2 separate regions of the Mus musculus genome follow, and region 2 is linked to region 1. Evidence: chromatin contacts called from public promoter capture Hi-C data. All regions are on one chromosome and are shown on one strand. Each heading gives the region's core, a stretch centred on a gene start, on an enhancer-like site or on the middle of the called end of the contact. The rest is flanking DNA. Distances are from core to core; before and after follow the strand shown.

The links. Capture Hi-C pulls out chosen DNA fragments and counts their contacts.
Region 2: a promoter capture Hi-C map of adipose tissue shows a contact between it and region 1. The contact joins two enhancer-like sites. A contact is called at or near these places in 1 of 484 Hi-C or Micro-C datasets (cortical neurons) and 2 of 9 other capture datasets (adipose tissue and liver).

The regions. Positions count from the first base shown.
Region 1 is chr4:95,392,990-95,399,913 of GRCm38.p6, forward strand. No RefSeq gene overlaps it. Among named protein-coding and RNA genes, the nearest start is that of Gm12707, 89 kb to the right of the region's middle. Within about 2 kb of position 3,087, at least 12 of the 459 cell types and tissues checked have an H3K27ac peak or open chromatin away from gene starts, as enhancers often do. A contact at or near this core is called in adipose tissue, where this site is marked.
Region 2 is chr4:95,766,583-95,774,395 of GRCm38.p6, forward strand. It overlaps Fggy (FGGY carbohydrate kinase domain containing), which reads left to right. Exons shown (of 16, transcript NM_001113412.1): 8 at 2,844-2,947. Among named protein-coding and RNA genes, the nearest start is that of Hook1, 200 kb to the right of the region's middle. Within about 2 kb of position 4,084, at least 13 of the 459 cell types and tissues checked have an H3K27ac peak or open chromatin away from gene starts, as enhancers often do. A contact at or near this core is called in adipose tissue, where this site is marked.

The DNA.
Region 1 (6,924 bases), core at 1,837-4,336:
ACTACTATTGCACCAATGGGTAGATCTTGCTTGGAAGTTAAGTATTATAGCATTCAGGATCCACAGCTGGGTAAGGCCACTGATGAGTTACCTTCATCAGCAACCTGCATAGAACCTTCTGAAACTGAAAACTCCTGATTGTTGATGAAATTGTCTATAAATATACTAGTGTTGAGTATGTTTATACTTTCATTCAATTCTGCTTTATTGGTGAATATTTTAATGCTCAAAATATTGATTACTTCTAAGTATTAGAATCTTTCAAATATTGTTATGGTCTGTTTTGCCTTTTTATTCTGTCAACTTTTGTATTTTGAACCTAGAACTGAAGGGTGGCAATTTAGGATTATTACGTCCAGAAGAATTTTCCTTATTACCAGTGTGATACCCCTTTTCCATCCCTGGTCATGGTCTTCATCCTGAATTCCACTCAGCCCCTCAAGCTTTCTTTTAATTAGTATTTTCATAATATATCTCCCCACTTTTTAATTCTGACTTTATTAAGAGGTTACTAATAGCACATTGTCACATTTTTCTACCTTTGACTTTGAATACACATTCACTTGCATTTAGTGATAGTGTGATGCTCATGATTAATGTAGTAGACAATATTGTGGTTCTTCAACCTACCATCTTGTCATTTGTTCTCTCTCTATTTGCCCTACCTATTCTTAGTTCTCATCATTTACATGACTTAGGAGTTGACCTTGGATGGATATATTAGAAGGAATGTGCCAGATGAGAGAATTAAAGGGCATTAAAAGAAAGCCACACACATGAAAAAGCTTATGTAAATTCTTAAGGGAAATGAAGTGTCAGGAGAGAAGTAAAGGAATGGACTAAGATGAATCTGAACAGATGCATAATTACAGTGTAACATAAGGTCTTATTCACACTTTTACTCTAGGAGAACTAAGGAACTATTTAATAGCTTCTGTGGGTGGATAACATGATCTTTTTAGTGTTTTAGAAAATTGCCATCATTTGCAGCCTGGAAAATTGTCTCTAGGGGGATAGTAATGGTCCAACAGGAAACTACATTAATAGAAAAAAATTATTGGGGCTTGAGTTGCATTATTGGAAACCAGAATCATAAGACATAGATGAATATAGTGGTTTGAATAAGAATAGCCCTTATTGGGTCATACATTTGGAATCCAGGTTTTGCTTTGGTCACATTGAATATTCTGTAAGGGATAGGGGCATTTCTTATTCTCTTCTTGGTTTGACTATTGTCTTGCTATGTGTGTGACTCTGGGTGTCTAGTTACCAAGGCCTGTCTACTTCCTGTGGGTATTTCCTATTCACTGATTTGCAGTCCACTTATTGCTGTTCTAATAGTCAAACTTTGTGTGAGCCAGGCTGCCATCCTAGCCAGATGGCAAGGTTGGAAATCTTGTATCTGCTGTACTCTACTCTGTATTCCTTTCTTCAAGTTTGAAAATAGTGCCACCGTATTTCTTTCTATGACTCATGAAACTATGACAAAAAGTCAATAAATAATAAATACATACATAAATAAATAAATGTAAATTAACTAATTAATGCATAACGCTAGGTGGCATGGCTGAGTATAACATATAGGTTTAATAAACTCAAGACTCTGCTTCAGTCCCCAGCACTAAAACAATGTTCCTACTCTCCACTCCCCCCTCCCAAAATTGAAAATACTTCCTGGAGATCAGATTCAAAAAGAGCTAGACCTTGTATAGTATAAAGACAGCCTTGTATGAGGTACAAAAGATGGAAATATCCTGACATTCTGTTAAGATTAGGGGATAAAATGGTGACTTATAAGATGATAAAGAAAGATACTTGAGACTTCAGCACAGGTGCTGTTCTGAAATATTGACTCTTCTCATGATGTAGTAACAGAACCTTCTTGTAGCTATGTGTCTTATAATAAAAATCTTGAAGGTAAGTAGATATAAAGTGTCAACCAAATACAGATGATGTAATCAAATCAGGATAAGCCAAAGAGAATTTCTTCATAAATACAATATTCACAAAGCTGAGTTTGGAAAAACTTTAAGTTATATAGCAACTTAGACCTTATATCAGTGAAGCTGTAATATTCCTTAGGACCTGATGATATGAGGGAAGTAACAGTTACCAAGACCTAGAAAAAGATAGGCTATGGCAGGACCAATCATTTTGCAAGAATCAGTAATCTTAAATTAATGGACAGAGCCTGCATAATTTACCATTGAAGAAGAGATGTAAAGAAATGTAGATCTTTACCCCATTCCCCTCTTTCTAATCCCTTTCGGGAGACCCCATCTTTGCACTAGAACCATAGAATTCAGATATAAGATAGCCCATTGAAGGAGTCTACAAAGGTCAACCTACCATGACAGAACAGAAGAGTAAGCAGAAAGACTGCACATAGGAAGCAGAAATATGGCAATTACACACACACACACACACACACACACACACACATGCTTTGGACATTGAAATGTAAGCAGATGTTGTTTGTTCAATCCCGGGGCTTGTATCTAAAGGGCAAAATGTTCTTACTCTTTCCTGTCAACTAGAGTGATAAGATATTAGATGGACTTTGCAAGGCTTTTTGGTCCATAGAATGGAAGTCATCTCTTAAGATTAGTCAAACAATACAATAGAAAGTACCTAGATGTCTAAGGACCAGGTGACGAGTTCTAGTCACCTACATTTAATGGAGAGAAATAGACATATTATTATTAAGTCACTGTTACTGTAGACTTTCTTTTATTTTCAGTTGATACAAACCCTGACCAATTCAGAAGACCAAACAGGAAATTCTTTAGAGACATAGACATATTGGTTATGGTAGTTTTTCTTAGACCTGTAAGCATATGAAATGGATTTTGTGTAGCTTGAGCAAAGGGGGAAATTTATTGGAAGGATGCTGTGGGTGTCACAGAGAATCAAAGGAAGTGCTGAACTACCAAGATAGGAGGATCCAGGGCCACTCTGGTATCTCAACTTCTTCACGGCCTTTTCCCCTGGAGATCTGCCACAAATGTGACTCACTGCCCATAACGCCCACTCTCTTCTGCAATCCATTCCAAAGATCATATTTCTATTTGAAATACTCTGGATTGCCTTGGGTCAGGTTCTGGTACCTTTGGAACATGATCGCAGAGTATAAACAGGACCATGGGGGTTCACTAAAGTTCTAAAGATCGTGAGGCATTATGAGTCAATCATCCCAAAGATAAGATTTAAAAACAAAACAAAAACATTACTCTAACATAACAATCTCTAAAGGATCTTTGTAAGTGAGGTATATCTCCACAATGAAGTCACAGCTCTTCAAGGACATTCTTCATACTTATTCGGGAGACAGAATGGATAATAAAAATGCCTGGCCTTCAGTAGATACCTAATGTCTATCTATACAGGATATTACAAGTCTAGTGTCAAGGGAAAGGAGAAGGAATCAAAGCCTAAATTTTGTGTAGGTAAGTTCATCAAATTTCTTAGTTCCTACCATGTTTTAAGATATATAACTGAAAAAAAATTACTAAATTATTTTTTAAATCCTATATTCTGGTAGGCATGAGAACATATAGATAAGTAATAATAGCCATATGCTGCCAGAGAAGGAAAACATATGTTAAAGAATAGAGGGAAAAGCCCTGGGAACTGCCTAAGTGCTATTTGAGTGAGCAGGGGTCCGGAGGAAGGGAATCCAAGCACAAGAAATTACATATGCGAAGCTAAAGAAGCAAAGGAAATGCTCAGCCCTGTTCTAGGCAGGGGTAGGAGTGGTGAACTAAAACCTCGTGAACAGACTCCTACAAGCACTGACTTGATTCTTGGTAGTGATCTACAGAGTATGACTGTGTGTGCTGAGTTACCAGGGAGTCAAACCTAAAGTAGATGCCTTTCAGAGGGAGGGGGAAACAGTGAATAGTAATCAGATGAGCTACAACAGCAGGAACAAATGTCCAACTGCAAGTTCACAGGGAAGGGGGCTTTGCAAACTGAGTCCAGAACTCTAGGCAGGAGCTGAGGACTGGACTAAGCAGCTAAGGCGGCTTGGGTTTCTGCATCTCTCTAAATTTACCAAATGTGTTTGTCAATAAGCAGGACTCATTTGCAGATGCCTTTTCAAAGACTCTAAGAAAGGAAAAATCCAGTTGTTTCACATTTGTTCCAAGTATTGTGCTAGTGACCTTACAAACACTACCTTATTTCAGTTGACATTGGTATCCAGGCAAAGGACTGTGTGTCTGAGTTTGGAGGGGAGCAAGTCAGAGGAAAGGAAAGGACTTGCAGTGTCCCCTGGGAGGGGCTGGGTTGAGCAAGTGAACTCTGTTATATGTATGTATATGTATTATATGTATGTATATGTTAATGTATAGCACAGGGCTATACATTCCTCTTCTCCCCCTTAACAGCTACTACTCAGTGGGTTTGTGTGGTGGTTCAAAGCTTTGTTACTCTGTCAGTCGGAAACACAGGTTAGCTTAAACTTGCTGAAACTGGTTATCCTTGGACTTTATCATCACTAAGTCCAAATAAAAGCAGACCAAAAGCACCTCAGAGATCCAGACTCATCTATTTTGTTAAGATGGCTGCTCTACCTCCAAATCTTGCTTCCCCTTTCCAAGAAGTGAGGAGAGGTTTTTACCAAAAAGGTTTGGCTTTCTTCTTCAGGACTGGCTACTTCAGAGATATCTGCTTACATCCCCCTGGTCAGTATGATATAGTGAGGCCACCTGTAGGTGCTGCTAGAATGTGAAGTTTTATTGTACTTGCTGACATTATTATTATTATTTGTTTAAATGTACATGTGTGTATGTTTGTATATGTGTATGTACCTGAGGTTAGAGGCATCCCCTGGAGCTAGAATTAGAAGCAGTTGTGAGCTACTTGATGTGGGCCACTGGGAATTGAACCCGGCTCTTCTAAAAGAACAATGTATGTTTTTAACCACTGAGCCACCTTTCTAGCCCTGAAAGTGCAGGGTCTTTTTTTTTTTTTAATACAATGCATGTGTACCACCTCCATGTAAAGATGAGTCACTGCAGCACAAGGAAGATGGAGAAGGAAATGGGTTACAAGTTGACCAATGTCACTTCATTCCATATTTCCACAGTTTTGAGAGTTGGCCAGAATGATCCAGAGTCTAGTGATGGGGAAGTGTGTTAGAAAAGGAAAATCAATATTCCAAAGTCACCCAAATAGTGAGTCACAAAATAAAGAGTATAAAACAGGTCTATATTATCCCAGCAGCAAAAGATTTTCTACATGATATCATGCCATCTTCCTTAGCTGTGTGACCTTGGGTAGTCTACTGAACTTGCCTAAGCCTCAGCTCTAAGCTCTAAGCTCTGTAAAAGAAGGGCTATCAGCATGCAGGAAACATCTAGCTGCAGAAGGGCTAGGAAGCAATAGGCTGGACTTTGAATATGCCCTGCTTACTATATCTCCCTAGGATTCCACACATAGCTGACAGGCAACAGTGTTTCTTTGAAGAATTTAGCTTGCACACTGGCATTTGAACTTGGCACTGCAAATTCTCTTCCTTGGTATTTCCTATTTCAGCTCCATCATAGTTTCCCAGGAATTTCTATTGGCTGGGTTTCCTTTGTGTTCTTACAAGGCTGCCTAAGTGTATGAGTGTTTGTGGCATTCCTCAGCAGAGTAGACAAGCAGACAAGCAGATCTTCCCTCTCATTCTCCTGCTCTTCCTTCATGGTCTTAATGGGAGCCAAACTTGGGCTGTTTCTTAGTGCTTCATTTGTGCCCCATTGCAAGATGGGAAATATCAATTAAGCACCTAAGTGTTTCTAGCTGCAGAACCCCACAGCAGTCCCATGCTGTCACCCTGGGCTTTGACTCTCACAGGTCTAGAGATTGACTGATGCCAATTTAGGCTTAGGTCTCCTCTCCTTAGACCCTATGCTACCTGGTAGGTTTGTTTCTTCATTGATGTTCATTGTCTTCAATTATCTATTAGCATATGACTTATTTGATATCTCTGTCACAGTATAACACAACACACATAGTCTGAATTAAGCCTCAACCGATAAAAGGGTGGTTCCTAACCTTCCTAATGTTGTGATCCTACAATACAGTTCCTCATGTTGTGGGGACTCCCAACCATAAAATTAGTTTCATTGCTGCTTAAATAACTCTGTTTTTGTTCTATTATGAACCACAATAAAAATATCTGACATGTGACCCCTATGAAAGGGTCATTCAACCTCCAAAGGGGTTGTGACCCACAAATTGAGAACCGCTGCCATAGAATCTGTTTTATCCCTACTAAATACGAGAAAATTTAAAGCAAACAAAATAGTATATACATCTGTCTGTCTATATGTATATGTATCTGTGTGTGCATAAATTGGATAGACAAATGACAGAATATATGCAAAGAAAGAGAGAGAAAGAGAGACGGAGAGGGAGAGGGAGAGAGAGAGAGAGAGAGAGAGAGAGAGAGAGAGAGAGAGAGAGAGAGAGAACATTGCTATGGTCTGAGTACTTGCATCCTCTCCAAACTCTTACACTGAAGTGTTGGCCTCCAAGATGATGGCCCTAAGGAACCTTGATGAGCTTGCAAGGGCAGATACCACATAGTAGGAGTGGGTGCCCTGAAAAATTGAAGAAGCCAGAAAGCTCTCTTTTGCCTCTTCTACATAGTGAGAAAGCCATCCCTGAGGAAGATGGCTGTCATCAGACACCGTCTTCAGACATCATCTGATATGTGACCCCAGATATGCCAGGCTTCATCCTGTGCTTTTTGGCCACTGCATCTCCAAGAAGTAAGTATTTGTTTTCTAAAAGTCTTTTGGTTTATGCTATTTTTGTTGTAGTAGCTATGTTCATTATAGCCTAAAAGAAAGAAGGAAGGGAAGTAGGGAAGAAAGGAGGGATGGAGTCATGGAAGGATGTCTTAAAAAAATTTAACCCTTCCCTATCAACCAC
Region 2 (7,813 bases), core at 2,834-5,333, 370 kb after region 1:
TCTGTTCTAAGAATATTGTCTCAATATCAATCAGCAAACCGATTTTATTATTTGTCCCATTTTATAGCAGATATTTATTTTCAAATTCCAGTGTTTTCTTGTTTTAACTTTCTAGTTGTTCCATTCTAAACTTAGATAAATTTATAGTGACTACTAAATGGAGAGGAAACAAGTAAAAATGTTTTCACAATTTTCTTCTTCTGCTATTTTTTAGACTTCCTAGAACTGAATGTCCTTGTAATGTTCGGGTTGCCTAGACTACATTCAAATGGAACTGGTTAGAAAGGTCCATTGACAGCAGTCTCTGTGAGAGCTTTGTTACACTAAGGACCAGTAGTTGTCAGCTTCCTTTCTGTCAAGACTCTCACATCAATATCTTTGAGACCCCAGTATTTTAAGTTGAATAGACAGTAAATATTAGCTACCTGGTCTTAGAGAAAAAAACACAGTCTTCATGGTGAAAAGCCAACACTTGGCAGTCAGGTGTTCTTACCCCCTGCTTCCAGTGCTCCATGCCCCAATGAAATTTCTCCTTCCTAAGCCTCAGTTTTCTCATTTGTAAAATGAGTATAATAATAGTCAAATCAGTTAGTAAGTTTTTTTCAAATAAAACAAAATCTAGCTGTACAAGGTCGTGTAGCAAAAGTTGTTCAAATTTGCTCTTTTTTCTTTCTTTCTTCAGATTTTTCCTGTTCCAAAGTTCTGATGTCCTAAACAAGGGACTCAGAAGTCAGTCAGGAAGACATCAGTATTATGTGTTTGAGTAGGAATTTCATACACAGAAATGTCAGCTAGATATTACACTTCAGAAGCTAGCACCAGTTCACCAGTCAGGGAAAGAGGAATGAGTGACTGTAGTCTGAGTGTAGTGCACTCTAGAAGGTGCTGGAGCCACAGTCTAGAAAGCTGAAGTCCTGGAAAATGCATCCTTCATGTGAGCCCTGGCTTGGATGAGGGCATTACCTTTTCTCCAGCTCCTACATCTCCTGCAGGGCTAATCTGGACCAAGACTGTACATTGTAGCCCACAGGGACAGCCTCTGTTTACAGACTAGAACAATAGACTTGATCTGCAAATAGGCCTAAGACCATTGCAGGTTCAGGCCCCAGGGCTAAAGCGACCTTCTCACTGGAATTAATTTACTGTGCTGACCAACATAGAGTCTTTGCTGCTGGGCTTCTGAGCAGCTGGGCCCTGAAGGTGTAGACTTAGGAATGATGTTAGAGCGTGTTACTGCTTCCCCTGCTCCTCCCCAGCTCCTTCTCTCCTGCTTTGTCATGAAGCTGCTGCTATCAGTATCTGTAAACCTGTTGCCTGATGTGCTGATCCTACTCTGTCTGTCTCTGGCCAAGTCCTGGGGAGTTCAGAATTTGAGCCTCTGGTTTCTCCATGTGAACTAGTCCTTCTGAGTTGAAATTCTCCATTTAAAGTTCTCTCTGCTTTACCAGAGGTGAGCTTGGAAGTGTAAGGTTTTGTTGAATTTTTCATTGTATTTATAAGCGAAGTTACTCTCTATTCATGCCTGAGGTAGCAACTATTTGTAGTCCCTGGGCTACTAGGCATACAAAGAAGACAGTACTAGCTTCTTACAGCCTTTATTGGAGAAATTTAAAAATTCAAATTTGAAAATTTGAAGTTTCTAGTACCTTGTCCTCCAGGAGTCAAGGTACATGAGAATATTTATCAGAGAGACTGAAAATGACCTAGATAATCAGGAAAGTCTGTTCTGAAAAAGTAATATTGAGTCAAGAATAAACAAAAGTTCACCTGGGAGTGTGTTGAGGAATAGCATTCCAGGCAGCGGGAAGAACATGTCTTGAGTTATGAATGAATGGGCATCCTTTACTGTAGATCCAGAGCAGGGTGGAACAGAGGTCATTAGATGAGATCAAACTGTTCTCTCTGCCTGCCCCACCCTCCTCTTCATATTGAAGTGATGCAGGTTTGCCGGTCTCTGGCTTCTCACTGCATACTCACAGTATGCTATGAGTGTGCACCCACAGTGTGCGCGCACACACACTGGCTCTTGATGTCTATTTGAGTATATGAAGATAAAGGGGGCTCTGTAATTAACCTAACTTGCTCTGCAAGTACCAAGGAATCCAGAGAAGCTGTGTGAAAGCCCATTTGTCCTCTTGCTGAGAGTTTCTCTACTCCCTGCCATTCTTAGAACAGGGACTTGTCTTTCACACCTGGAGCTTTGGAAGGCCTGGAAATAAGAATGGAGACATGAGGGTCTTAAAGCTTCAAGCATCACAGAGTTCCGTTGCTTCCTCCTTTCATGACCCTGGGGTACCATATATTCTAAAGGATCACATGACCCTGGGGTACCAGCCAGAAGAGCTTGCTTTTTACTAGCACTTTGACCTTGGACCTGTCACTTAACCTCTGAAGATCTTAGATTTTCCTTTGGTGTCTGTTTATGGCATTAATTATACCGTCTAGACAGTGTTAAAAGGAACTTATCCCTGTAATACAAAGAATAGACAACGGTATTTAATGGCCGTAGCCCGTTTCATGGCTGCCATTTGTATGTGTATAGTTAGAGTTGGTCTTATTCTGACAAGGTTAGATGACATATATGGACTAGAGTAAGGCAAAAACAGAATATACTTCCTAGTTTGCCCTTGGCTAGCAAGTAAATTTTTGTTATAGTCGTTTGTTTGTTATTTTATATTTTTTAACTTGAGACCAAATATGGGATTCTTACACACTTATGTATGTTCCCCTTTCTTTAATAAAAAGTATTTTTTTTTTATTTTTGGCTTGCTTTTAGCTTTCTTACACACACACACAAAATCTCTTTTCTTAAGAACATTCTGTTTGGTTTTACTTTCCCACAGGAGTGATTGGGGCAGATGTGAGAGGTCACGGGCTTACCTGTGAGGGACAGCCAGTGACGTCAAGGCTGGCTGTCATCTGTGGAACATCATCTTGTCACATGGGGGTAAGTGCACCACGTTGAAAGGCAAGGCCACCACAAACAGTGGAGGCAGCCCAGAGCCCAATCCTGGAAACTACTGGCTCCTTCGCCTCTCCATTCTTTCTGTCTCCCCCTTCCCTAGCACCGGCCTGACCGATCTTGCCAAGCCTCTTTCCAGTGGCCAACTTGTTGAAGAAAATGGAAGGGTGCTCAGTGAGTTCACCTGGGCTGCAGAGCTGACAAAGCCCTCCAGACATCTCTCCTCAAAGGGTGGCTAGGTCTCCCTGCGCACAGGTGTCTATTTTCATTGGCCACTGAGCTCTCTCTCTCCATCCATATAAATCCATCTCCCTGGGAGTGTCCTGATGATCTATAGAATCGGGCTGCATATCATGACTTCAAAAGAACACTGATAAGCAATTTTCACTGTGCTAATTTTTCTCCATGAATGAGTGGAAAGGCTTTCTCCAAGATTGCAGTAAAATTTAGTGCCTGCCCTAAAATTTATATCTTTTTTAAATGCATGAGTCTGAAAGCATTCCATTTCGATAAGTACCCATTTCTACCATATTTTTATTTAAAAGTCATTACTCTGTTAAAGTGAGATGGACGACTCCTTGGATTTTTCCCAGATGAGTAAAACCAAGGAGAAAGTGGAGGAGGAGATGAGCAGAGAATGCAGGACACAGGGCAGAATCTCAGCAGTGAGGGAGCGCAGCTCTTAAATAACTGCACTTTTCTTCACAGGCAGCTGTTTTGATTCAATAATATTCTCTGAAACTTTCTCTTTTGTCCTGGCTATTAAATTCTCAGAACAAAAGGATAGCAAAGACTTCCCCATAGCTGAGATGGGCTTATGGGTCCTTGAAAGCAGATTAAGTTTGAGATCGCTGTGCTACACATCTGATCTATGCTAGGCACTTAGTCTCACCCTTAGTCTCTGTGTAGAGATGGTTCCCAGTCCCACACAGGGTCCCAGCTTTCTGCAGAATATAGAGTTTTCTATCCGCTGTCTCCTAGCGTGAGCACTGAGAGAGTGCTTCTCTCAGAGAGCATCTGTTCGAGGCCAGCCTGTGACTGCCAGTCTTGTTTTTATGGAGCAGAGAAGGAAGAGTGGCTGACTCAGAAGGGAACTCTTGGTGGCAGAAACTTTCCCGATGTGACACTTGGGCTGAACTTTAAGGAACTACATTTTATTTCAAGCTTCTCTGAACTCTAGGCACTATCGTATCTTTTTGTTCCCTTTTTGTTGGAAATAGACTTTTTTCTTATATAATATATCCTAAATACACTTCCCCTCCCTCTCCTCCTCCTAGATGTTCCTCACCTCTCCTCCCAGCTGGATTCAACCCCTTCCTGTTTCTTACTAGAAAACAAACCGGCTTCTAAGTGATAGAGATAAAATAAGATTAAAACCAAACTCACTGAATAGGATATTACAAACGGACAGAAAGAAAAGAGCCTAAGAAAAGACACAAGAAACAGATATAGAAACAGAGACACACTTGTTCACATACACAGGAATCCCATTAAAATACCCATAAAACTGGAAGCCACAGTACGTGTTTATGTTTGTTCGTGTGTTTATGTGAGCATGTTTTGTATGTGTCTGTGTGTGTATTATATGTCCATATTATATTATTGATATATATATTATATATTATATATTTTAGTATCCTTAACTGGTTTTAGAAGTCTCACCCACTCACTTTCTACAGCCCTGTGCTAGAAGGACAAACCTAAAGAAGCTAGGCCTTCTTAAACCAGAAGTGTGGAACAGTAGCCAGTTCTCTTTTCTCTTGACATGGGTCTAAGCTGCCAGTGTGTCCTCACTGAAATTATTAAAATCTCTGCTATCTTCAGTGGGACACATCTTATCTAGCTTCCCGAATCAGAGTCTTGACACTTTTGCCCTCTAATTCAGACTTGCACACAGAAGCCGCCCCCACGGATGGGAGTTGCCTCCTTATAGCTTCCCTCAGTGCCACTGTCTCTTCACCGGGTGGCACGAGAGCTTTGTCTACTGTATCCTGGTTTTACAAATTAGAAAAAGGAGGCAGAAAGCTCAAGTGCTTCCCTCAAGGTCACAAAAATGGTACTTTCTGGAACAAAGACCCAAAAACACTCTCTTGGTTGTGGTTTCAGAGATCCAACTTTTTAGTGCTACTCGATATCATGTGTTCTTATCCCATGCCCATCCCAGAACAGAGAGATTGTAGGCATTTTGATTTCCAGATGCAGGTTGTAAAATCTCCTAGTATCGGTTCAGTCCCATGATCTGAGTGAACCCCTCAATCTCTCTAAGCCTCAGATTCTTCATCCATTATATAAGAGGCAAGACTGCCTGTACCAGAGAGTTTGTGGGTAACATGCATTTTATCTGACCGTGATGTGCAGTTTCACAGACACTCAAAAATAGTAATGATACTTATAAAAATGTCCCCGTGACATAAATAGTGCACATGAGACAACTGTTGGAGCTTTAACAAACTTGATGGGCAGCTGCAGTTGGATACAGTGAATGGCAGTCATAAAATGTCAGTTTATTGTCTTTTGTTGGACTGAAAGTATAGTCCCCACCTCCACCCCGTTTTGTACTTGCTAGTGTGAAGAGGCCTGTAGGCTAAAGGGATTAATCATCAGCTTTAATGCTATGTCAGGAGGGTTAGACTGTGGTCTCCAGTACCTTTGATCTCCCTCAGGTGCTGGGAACACAGCAAGCGGGCAACAATAACACGTTTGTGAGGTCTAGGAAAGGATCAGGACTGAGGAAGCACTCCCAGGGAAGCTCAAGGACCCCTTTGTTGTGGGTCTGGCAAATAAAACCACCAACTGTCAGGGAAAATTCACCAGCAGTGAGAGAGCACAGGTACCATGAGGGCTCTGGGTTTGTCAAGAAGTGGTTTTAAATGTGACCTGAAGGGTTCACCTTTTTCCCATCTGCCATTTCTGATGTCTCCAGCTCAGTGTTTAATTGATGAAGAATTCCCTGGTATATTTTGTGCTGGTAAGGTTGCCTCTTTCGGATTCAGCTCAAAATAACAAATGAATAAATGAATGACCAAGTAAGTGAGTATTGGTAAGTTCTCAGAAGACCCTCATCTCCTGGTCCCTGTTACCTCTAGGAATGGGGAAAATAGGCCTGAGGCAGAACACAAGACATTCTAATCCGGCCTTTGATATTTTAGAAGACACAAGTGTGGGCTGCACATTTCTCTTCCCTGTGTGCGTGATTTAATTAACAAGGAGGGAACGTTGTTCTTTTGTAACTTCATGAAGGCAGAGCTGCTTGCTCAGAGTTAATCACTACCAACTCTTCAAAATGCAGGATCACACACAGCAGAGGTTAGCTGGAGGCCAAAAAGTCATAGGGTCAGAGGGAGCTAATCCCTGCCCCTGCTCCAGTGCCCCTTTCAGGAGCTGTCAGGTCATGGCAGCTAGCTCTCCAGTTAGCTGGTCCAATGGGAAGGAGTATTCTCCACAGAGCTTTGGTGGAAGCTGGGAGGTAGAAAGATTTCTCCATCTCACATGAACCTAGAAATAGGAATGTTCTAGCACTGAGTGAATGCTGAGTCTCGAAGACAATGGCTTCTTTTCTATCCGCAAAGGAAACACAGGTAAAATACTTAATCTCACAGTTACTCTTCTTTCTTTGTTATGTCTGGTTAGTGGTGTCTTCCCATAGCATGTAGAGAGTTTAGTCAGGACAGTTTTATGCACAACCCTGGCACAAAATGGTAGGTATTGTGTTACCATTTAAGATGATTCTTTAGGGCTAGCGTATAATCCCTATGGTAATGGGTTACAATTGAAGATATCACAACAAAGTCCTCTTTAGTTTAACATAGGAAATGCTTAGAGATATGTGTCCATAAAGATTAGTAAGCATACACGCCTCTGGTTCAGTCAGCTCAGAGGGCAGGAAATGTACAGATATAATGAAATACCTGGGGTCAGGTATTTTATAAGAAAAAGGACATGTTTCACTAATAGTTCTTAGAGGTTGAGGGTATAATGATGACATTGAATTTGGTAGGGTGCCCCGTAGCAGGAATACTACATTGTGATTGGGTTGGTGGCAAGAGTGTTGGTCAGCTGGAGAGATCGTATGGTGGAGCATAAAAACAGAGTCAGAGAGCATCCATTTTTGCACTCTCTGCTCTCTTCCACTAAAATAGATCTCTAGAACATTCCATCTCTGTTCCCTACCCGCCTCCATACCTTCTTTAACTATGCCCTCACACAGAGGGCCTGATCTCCTCCCCATGTCTCTGGAAATGTCTCAAGAAGCATTTAGATTGCCCATAGTCTGACCTCCGTGCTATTGCAAAAGATAGATGGAGCCCATGGCTCTGGGGACTCTGGGCCTAGACAGACTAAAGGCTCCCTCAGACCACACCATGTTGTTAGAGCTGGATAGTGTTGCTAATTGCTCACTGTAACTAACTCAAAGGACCTGAGGAAAACCCTCCCCACACCTCCAAAGCACAGGGTAACTGGCTCTGTCTAGGGATGCTACACATACGCAGCGCCTTCCAGGGAAAAGGGTAACGCTTATTAAACCACAGTGAGAGCTGGGAAAGCAGATTAGTCAATAAAGTGTTCACCTCCCTGGCCTGAAAATCTGAATTCAGCCTCCAGAACCCATGCAAAAATACCAGACCTGGGCAGTGCATTAATGACCCCAGCACAGGGAAAGCAGAGACAGTAGGGACACTTGGGTTCACTGAGCGACTCAACCTAAAGTTGTTGGTAAGCTCTAGAACAATGAGAGATCTTATCTCAAAGGAAGTATATAATGTTCCTGAAGATAACTCCTGAATTTATTCTGTAGTCTTCACACACACAGGTATACTTACATAACACACACATATACACACACATTTTAAA